Linked DNA regions of Mus musculus: region 2 is linked to region 1. The links are chromatin contacts, called in public promoter capture Hi-C maps. All regions are on one chromosome and are shown on one strand. The core of a region is the stretch at or near the end of the contact, and the rest is flanking DNA. Distances in the headings are between cores, read along the strand shown.

Region 1 (3,954 bases), core at 623-3,122:
ACTAGAAGCAACAAATATCACAGCATCAATCTTGAGAAATCTCTCAAATTCCATCATTGTCAAGCAGCGTCTCACAACTGCCTCTACCTTCTACACCATGGCTGCATAAGGCTGGGCTGTACACGGGGTGGATTAGGTTTCGAATAAACCACCCCGTCCTTCCAAAGCCAGACAGGAAATGGAATAAACTTCTTTATCTGTAGAGAAAATGCTATCAGATTGGAGACTCAGATTTAGACAACAAATCAATTGCAATTACACCAACTCCCCAGAGGCTGCTCCCCACCCCCTCCTTTTGCACAGGAGTCTCATTGCACAGGCTGTTCATAAATGGGAGGTTACAGGGTTATCATTTTTCATCCAGCAGTATTTGGGGTAGTGGGCTATGCCTGGCTGCCTTCTACCTCATTCTGCTTCAGCTTATTGTGCTGATGCGCTGGTGGAATTGTCACCACTTTTCATCTTTGTAAGCAAACTTCAGACCTAAAACAAACAAACATGGAACCTCGGGTTCCTGGGTATGATTTCTCTGCACATCCCAGGCTGGAAAACTTTAGTTTTTTAAGATGATTTTTTTTTTCCTCCAGAGTTGATCGCTACCGAAAGAGAGAACACTGCTTCTGCAAGTCTCACACTGTTCTCGTTGGTCTCTACAGAAAGATGTTAGCGCCACAGGTTTTAGCATATAAACCCATGTACACTGAACCCAAGACCGACGCTCAGGGAACCGTCCAGGAACGTGCCAAAATACCCAACCAGCCACCTACAGGCTGGGATAAACTGCATCCCTCCCTCCCTTCCACAGATACACAAATGGGACCCCGTGGGACACAGCACAAGTGGACACAGCATTGGAACACAGGGACACACACCGTAGAGGTGAGCACACAGAAACAGGCCAACTCATTTAGGGTCACATAACCCTGCCACGGGGAAGGCAGGAGGGCGCGCATGCACATATATGCGCACACGCTGATACCCATACAGACGCAGTCACGTATATAATGCATATGGAGAAACCCTACTCCAGCTAGTCACCTCCCCGCCCCCCTCACCACACTCTGCCTTAGGTCCCGGGCTACCCCCCAGCTCCGCGCCCCTCTATCTGAGCAAGCTGGAGTCCCAGCAGGCAGCTGTGGCAGGGGCGCTCCCAAGCTAAGAGGACAGGGGCCCCGGAGGGCTCCAGACCCATGCTGCCATTCATTCGGCAACGCCCCAGCGGCGGGGCCGCAGCTGCAGCAAGGGAGGCGGAGGCGCTCACTGCAGCTCTCTCCGGCGATGCAAGTTCAGCTGCCCGCCAGTATGCTTCTCCAACCCTCCCGCCCCCCCACCCTCCCGCCAACACAGGTCTCCAGGACATGCTGCGGGGAGAGTAGACTGAGCCGCTGACCCCAGGAGCAAAAAGTCCCGCCTTGCCTCTTTGCTCCTGGATGCTACCCCATTGCCCTCCTCGTGGTAGTGGTGGTAGTCGAGCCGCAACCAAGTCTGCTCGGCCGTCCCCAGCCCCACACCCTCAACCCCTAGCCCGGGGACTGGTATCCAAGCCCTACACTCACCACCTGGCGAGCTATATCGGCCGCTGCCATCGCTCCTTGGTCCGCCAGGGCTGCTTCGGGTGCCTCCGCAACGGGAGCTGCTGCACAGGAAACAGAAGAGCTCCTCCGACAAAGAGAAAGTGTTACACTTCGGGCGCGACCAAGTCTGGTGGAGGGAGGTGCCAGGGAGGGGCCCCCTCACCGCTGCTCCAACCCCAACCTCTCCTCTATCACCCACCCCCTCAGAGTAGGTGTGGGGAGGGGACGGATTGGCCGCGCTGCCTTCCCCTAGGGCGAGCCCAGTTCCAGTTCTCTCTGCAACCCGAGTCTCGGCCTCTGTGAAGGGGGCGGGGGCTCCCCTCGGTGACCACGTCCTCCGCCCCCCCCCCTCCCTGCCGCTACTGGGCTCCGTGGTACGTCCCGACCTCTGCTGAATTGTCACACACACACACACACACACACACACACACACACACACACACACCCTGTTTTCCTTTACATCCCTGAGCCCCCAGACCTGAGGCTGGAAGGGTGTCCTGGCTCCTCCCCCTCCTACTCTTTGCTCCTAGGCTGAGATCTGCAGTCCGCTTTCTTTTCCCAGCCCCCATAACCTCTTGTGCTCCCAACTGAGAACCCTGGGTGCCTGGGTGGGAGCATTGGTCTCTGGAGTGTCAGTGCTTTCCCGTAGTCTACCCTAACTAATCCTGTTATCTCCTTGGGTTGGGGAGGGGCGGTGGCAGGACAGGGGTTGCAGCACCTGCAGCGCCACCACATTACAGCTTAGAAATGGAGCATTAACTGGGGAGCTGCAGTGCAGCCCCACAACTGAGCTGGGACTTGTGGAGGACATCGCTCCTGTCCTGAGGTGCAGTAGGAGCCCAGCTCTCCACTACTGTACCAAATAGAAACTGACGTCACTGGTCCCACTCTGGTCCCTCCTCTCAGTATGAACAGGGCGAACAGGGATGCAGAACATCCCACCTTTTAGGTTAGAAGCCAGAAGGGAGTCTAAGAATGGGAACTGAAGGTCTCTAGCTCTGTTGAGGCAGATGCAGATACAGGAGGGGTAATCATTCTGTCCAGTTCCAATCGTTCCTCAATACTTATTCATCCCAGGACCATATGGCTGACCTGGGACAGCTCATAACATCCAAAGGCTAGAAAGATGCCTGCCTGCTCTCCTTTTCCTCCCAGACAACTGCCATTGGTGGCCCTCTTCCTGGCATGCTTCCCACCTCCCTAGCCTTGGAGTCCACCCCTCTCCTCTTCTCTCTCTCTCTGTCTTGGGATTGGCTTTTTTGTTGGCTCCGTATGATTGATGAACTTGGTGAGATATGGTTTCTCAAAGGCCCAGGAGGCCCCCACTTCAGAACGATAGGATCTTAGGTCTCTCTCCTGAGGAGGGGACAGCAGAAAACAAGAAAGAACCAGGGAGAGGGATCTCACACAAAGACCAGGCCTAGAAAGTATAGGGAGAGCAGAAGCAGGGAACCAAAGTGTCTACAATAGAACTGCCCTGGTCCTGCACTGCACCCAGCAGTGAATGCTTCTCGTGTTCTCTCGGGGACTCTTCAAGTAACCTCTACATCCTGAGCACAAGGACTCTCTGAAACGTGTCCCCAGTGCTGAAAGCAGGATCCCATTAAGTGATCCCTGTTTCATCAATGTTCTAGATACTCAAGAGAGTGGGCTAAAAGAGAAGAGCCTGGAACAGTCAGAGGCCACAGGGTGGGTGACGGTATCAAGGAAGAGAAGCAGCTGTAATTTCTGAGACCCCCAGGACCACTTGGGGGAAGGCCTAGGCCCTGGACTGATGTAGTACAAACATATAAAGCCAAGACTAAAATTGAGGAACTGCTTTAAGGTTTGGGCCTCAACCGGATGGGGGTGGGGAAGCAGAGGCGCTGGCTGCTTCCAGGCTAGGCCTCCAGTAGGTAGCCTTTGAGTCTTCCCCTGACAAAGGCTGGCACATAGTAGATGACAAAGGGCCTGGGCCGAGCTCTGTTACTGGCATGGGATTTGGTTGAAAACAGACTTAAGAGCTGCTACAAGGAGGGTTGTGCTGGATGGAGGTTGTGGGGACCCTGTGAAGAGTCATGCCTGCCTCTAGCCCCTACATACACATCCCACATAAGACATCAGAGCACTGGGGACACTTCAGCACAGATACCTTGGTGCCCTACGGAAGTAGCACACTCAGCTGCCTGTCCCTAGAGGGGATGAGAACCTGAACAAGATCTTTGTACAATGCACGACCTCCCAGCCTGAGATAGAGTATGTAATTCAAATCCCCTGCAATGCCCTTGTTGCTTCCTTACCTGCTGTCTGCCATTACAAAGACCGTTCAGTTCTACAGGAGTTTTGGAACTGGTTTGAGTCCGTGCTTCTCAATCTTTTCAGTCTGGCTTATCTTCTCAGG
Region 2 (4,255 bases), core at 384-2,883, 190 kb before region 1:
CCTCCAAAGCCTCTGCAACACCTGCCTCTAGGTTTCCTATCTGAGTTCTTGCTTACAGCTTGGACTACATGCTGTAAGATGAAATAAGCCTGGGCTGCGGAGATGGCTCAGCGGTTAAGAGCACTGACTGCTCTTCCAGAGGTCCTGAGTTCAAATCCCAGCAACCACATGGTGGCTCACAACCATCTGTAATGAGATCTGATGCCCTCTTCTGGTGTGTTGAAGACAGCTACAGTATATTTACATATCACAAGTAAACCTTAAAAAAAGAGATGAAATAAGCCCTCTCTCCTGAAGTTGTTTTGGGTCACGGTGTTTTATCACAGAAATCAAAGAAGCCCTAACTAAAACATCTACTATGTCTTAAGCATGGACAGGTACACTGGCATTTCACCTTTGGGAATTTTGAAGGTTGGACACCTATGGGTCAGATGCAGCTAAGTTTTCAACTGACGCCTTTATTTCTATAAAATAAACACTGGTTGTTTAGAAAGCAGTTTGGTGATCACATTATCTGCTTCTGTCCTGAACATGAGGGAGGATTCCTGATCTTCAGGTCGTTTGTAGCAAATATTTACTCGGCTCAGCATTAAGGGGCTCAGGGAACACAGGTCCATTGCCACTACCGTGGGAGTTCAGCAATCTAACAATCGAAGAGCACTTTACTTGGTGTCTGGAGTCAACTGCCAACTGCAATGTTAACCTTTTCAGCCTCTTATCCTTCTGGGTGTGCTCTGTATTTGGCTTCCAATTAAAATGATTTCCTCACCTTGAGTCTGTCCTTTGGACTTTCCAAGGCCAATTCCCTGAAAGATCTTTGTTAAGCTATTTGCAAACCAGTCTGGGGTATGCTGCCAGGATCGCACCCTGCTGGTAGGTACCTCAGTCTGGGGTATGCTGCCGGGATCGCATCCTGCTGGTAGGTACCTCAGTTTTCTCTGGCTCTGAAGACATTGTTCAAAGCAGTGTCAGGTCTAGGTAGTGAAGTTCACAGAACTTGACACAGAACCCCTCAGCCACCAAGATAAATGAATTTCATGTATAATGTGATGTTTTAAAAACTCAAAACCAATGCAAAAATCCTTGGATTGTTAATGTTAAGAACTTGACAGACAGGGATCCCATCCTGTACTAGTATGACCTTGGTTCATGTACCTCACTGTAATTCCAGTCCTGGTTCTACAATTAATTTTCGTTACAAAAATGGGTGAGTGAACTGCAGACCTTAAGTGTGTTTGAATGAAATCGATTAACATACCATTAGATATTTATCTCGATTCCTTAAGTTTGGGGAGGTTTTGTCTGTCTGAATCGTCTTCACCCTAGGCCTGGGTTGGTTTTTCTTGTTTTTTGTTTGTTTGTTTGTTTGTTTGTTTGTTTGTTTTGCTTGTCTTGTCGTTTGGGCACTTATCTTCACCCTTCCTCGCTATTCCCTGACACTTCTTAGGGTCCAGGTCCCCCAGTTGTAGGTACTCCTTGCAGCCTTTTCTTACTCTGGCCTGATCAGGTGCCAAGGGCAAGCGAGGCTGACAGGGCGACCTCCCAGGCTCCTCCCGCGTGTCCCGAGCCACTCAGCAGCTCTGCCATTCCGCGCGCCAGTACTGGGCGCCCGCCTTGGCCCGCCCCTTACGCCGGCAGCTCACCGCCTGGCTGCCGCTATATAAGTCGGCCATTTGCTTTGCTCCGCCCCAGAGCCCGGGAGTCAAAGCCGGTTGTCAACCCAGCCCTGTCCCGCACTCGCCTGCCTCTTCTTTTTTTGCTTTCAACATGACAGATGCCGCTGTGTCCTTCGCCAAGGACTTCTTGGCCGGTGGAGTGGCCGCAGCCATCTCCAAGACAGCGGTAGCACCCATCGAGAGGGTCAAGCTGCTGCTGCAGGTACGTTCTGAGATCGAGGGGCCCAGGCAGGAAGTAAAGGATCTGCACAGAAAGGGGGTACCCTAGCGGAAAAGTGGGGCTCAGTCTTTAGATTTGGGGGCAAGGTGAAGGCCGGGCCTAGCCAGTGTCAGATCGAAAGGCAACCGGGAGGAAGGCGCCTTTAAGGACCTGGAGTTTGAGTGTCGCAAGTGGTCGGGACCAGAGGGACCAGAGGCGCTCAGGGCCATCCCCGGCACAGAGAACTAGGATGGGGTTGCCCGAGAGGCTCTGTCTAGCCCGGATTTAGAGGCAAGGGCAATAGGCCTGAAAGCAGGCGCTGGAAAACAGAGTACCTGGCCTGACCGAAAACCTCAAGGTCACGGCAAGGAGATTACAGCTTTGGGCAGGCCACGCGGACCGGTTCTGCGGCCACGCAGCCGGCGAACAACGCGGTGTGGGCTCGCCGGCCGGCAGGCCGGAAGTGGACGCCGGGAAGAGCATGTGCCGGCTACGTCCGCCCCCGCGCAGCCCCTCGCCAGCCTTCCTGCCGCGCGCTCGCCGCGCACTGCCTCTAGGGGGCGCTCGCGGGCGAGCGTTTAGTCGTCGTCACCGCCACCCCTCCCGACAGGAGTGGGGGTGGGGCGGAAAGGGAGCAGCTCCGGAGACTAGAGAAGTTGACTGGTCACCAAGGTGACCGTGTCCTATGCAGGTCCCACCCTAATGCTTCTGAACCTGATCTGGAAGGAATGACCTTTCTTCCTGGTCTAAAGGTCATAGGTACGCTTGAGGGTGCCTCACTCACAGAAGTCGAGACTTACTACTTCTGATGGTGCTGCTCAATTCTTAAACACTTCCCCTACGCCCCCCAGTAGTGTCAGCAGTTAGAATTGTCCAGCTCATGTGATTCTGAAAGCTAGATTTGGAGAAAGGGGAACGAACCTTAACGATTTTATGTGTGTGTTCTTCCCTTTCCCCTTCTCTGTGATTATAACTGTCCCTATTGCCTTCTTCCTATCCATCAGGTGCAGCATGCCAGCAAGCAAATCACGGCAGATAAGCAATACAAGGGCATCATAGACTGCGTGGTTCGTATCCCCAAGGAACAGGGAGTCCTGTCCTTCTGGCGTGGGAACCTGGCCAATGTCATCAGATACTTCCCCACCCAGGCTCTCAACTTTGCCTTCAAAGATAAATACAAGCAGATCTTTCTGGGTGGTGTGGACAAGAGGACCCAGTTCTGGCGCTACTTTGCAGGGAACCTGGCATCAGGTGGTGCCGCTGGGGCTACATCCTTGTGCTTTGTGTACCCTCTTGATTTTGCCCGTACCCGTCTAGCAGCTGATGTGGGCAAAGCTGGAGCTGAAAGGGAATTCAAAGGCCTTGGTGACTGCCTGGTTAAGATCTACAAATCTGATGGGATTAAGGGCCTGTACCAAGGCTTTAATGTGTCAGTACAGGGCATTATCATCTACCGAGCTGCCTACTTTGGTATCTATGACACTGCAAAGGGTAAGTTTGCTATTTGCTTAGAGGCTGTGGGAGATGTGGGTACTTATTTGCAGTTATAGGAACTCAACCTAGGGCCTTGTGCATGCTAATCTAGTGCTGAGCTGTATCCCCAAACCCCAGGTTCCTATTTTTTCCTCCTCTTTGGGACAGGGTCTCACTGTGTATCCCTGGCTAGCCTAGAACCCAGTATGTAGACCAGGCTACCCATTCATAGCCATCCACCTTAAGACAGGGTAGCAAGGTCTTGCACCAATATAACAGAAGCCCACCACTCATTTTGTTTTTAATTGCTGAAGGAAGCCAGATTCTTCAAGTGTGAAGCTTGTGGTAGATAAAATGTTAGTTGGTTATAGTAAATAGGTCAGCAAAACTACATTTTGATTTTTTTTAATCTCTTATTTTTCAGGAATGCTCCCAGATCCCAAGAATACTCACATCTTCATCAGCTGGATGATTGCACAGTCTGTCACTGCTGTCGCTGGCCTGACTTCCTATCCTTTTGACACGGTTCGCCGTCGTATGATGATGCAGTCTGGACGCAAAGGAAGTAAGTTCGGCTTGATCGTAAGATAAAAAGTCATGGGAGTGAGGCAAGTTATGGCCAAAAATGAGTGGGTGGCTGCCTTTAATAACTACAGTCTAGGGCTAGAGATACAGCTCGGTGGTAGAGCATTAGCCCACCGTACTCAAGGCCCTATATTCAATCTCCAGTGTCATTGAAATGCTGTAGGCTCTGAAGGGGTGATGGACAGCATCCATGTTGTCTGCACAAGTGCCTGTGAGCAAACAGCCCTTTAGATGCCTATGACATGGCTGTCCCTGTTCTCCAGTCAATGCCTGTGCTAATGTGTAAATGCTTGGGTTTAAAACTGCCATTAAGTGCTTAGAA

What was found. Capture Hi-C pulls out chosen DNA fragments and counts their contacts.
Region 2: a promoter capture Hi-C map of adipose tissue shows a contact between it and region 1. The contact joins the promoter of Slc25a5 here to the promoter of Septin6 in region 1. A contact is called at or near these places in 3 of 39 promoter capture datasets (the SN4741 cell line, hippocampal neurons and pre-B cells), 2 of 484 Hi-C or Micro-C datasets (embryonic stem cells and erythroblasts), 3 of 115 datasets of contacts at active chromatin or transcription factors (effector CD8 T cells, memory CD8 T cells and pro-B cells) and 3 of 9 other capture datasets (adipose tissue, liver and pancreatic islet).

The regions. Positions count from the first base shown.
Region 1 is chrX:36,987,823-36,991,776 of GRCm38.p6, forward strand. It overlaps Septin6 (septin 6), which reads right to left and starts at 1,873. Exons shown (of 10, transcript NM_019942.5): 1 at 1,557-1,873. The coding sequence starts at 1,586.
Region 2 is chrX:36,793,964-36,798,218 of GRCm38.p6, forward strand. It overlaps Slc25a5 (solute carrier family 25 (mitochondrial carrier, adenine nucleotide translocator), member 5), which reads left to right and starts at 1,634. Exons shown (of 4, transcript NM_007451.4): 1 at 1,634-1,878; 2 at 2,880-3,366; 3 at 3,773-3,913. The coding sequence starts at 1,768.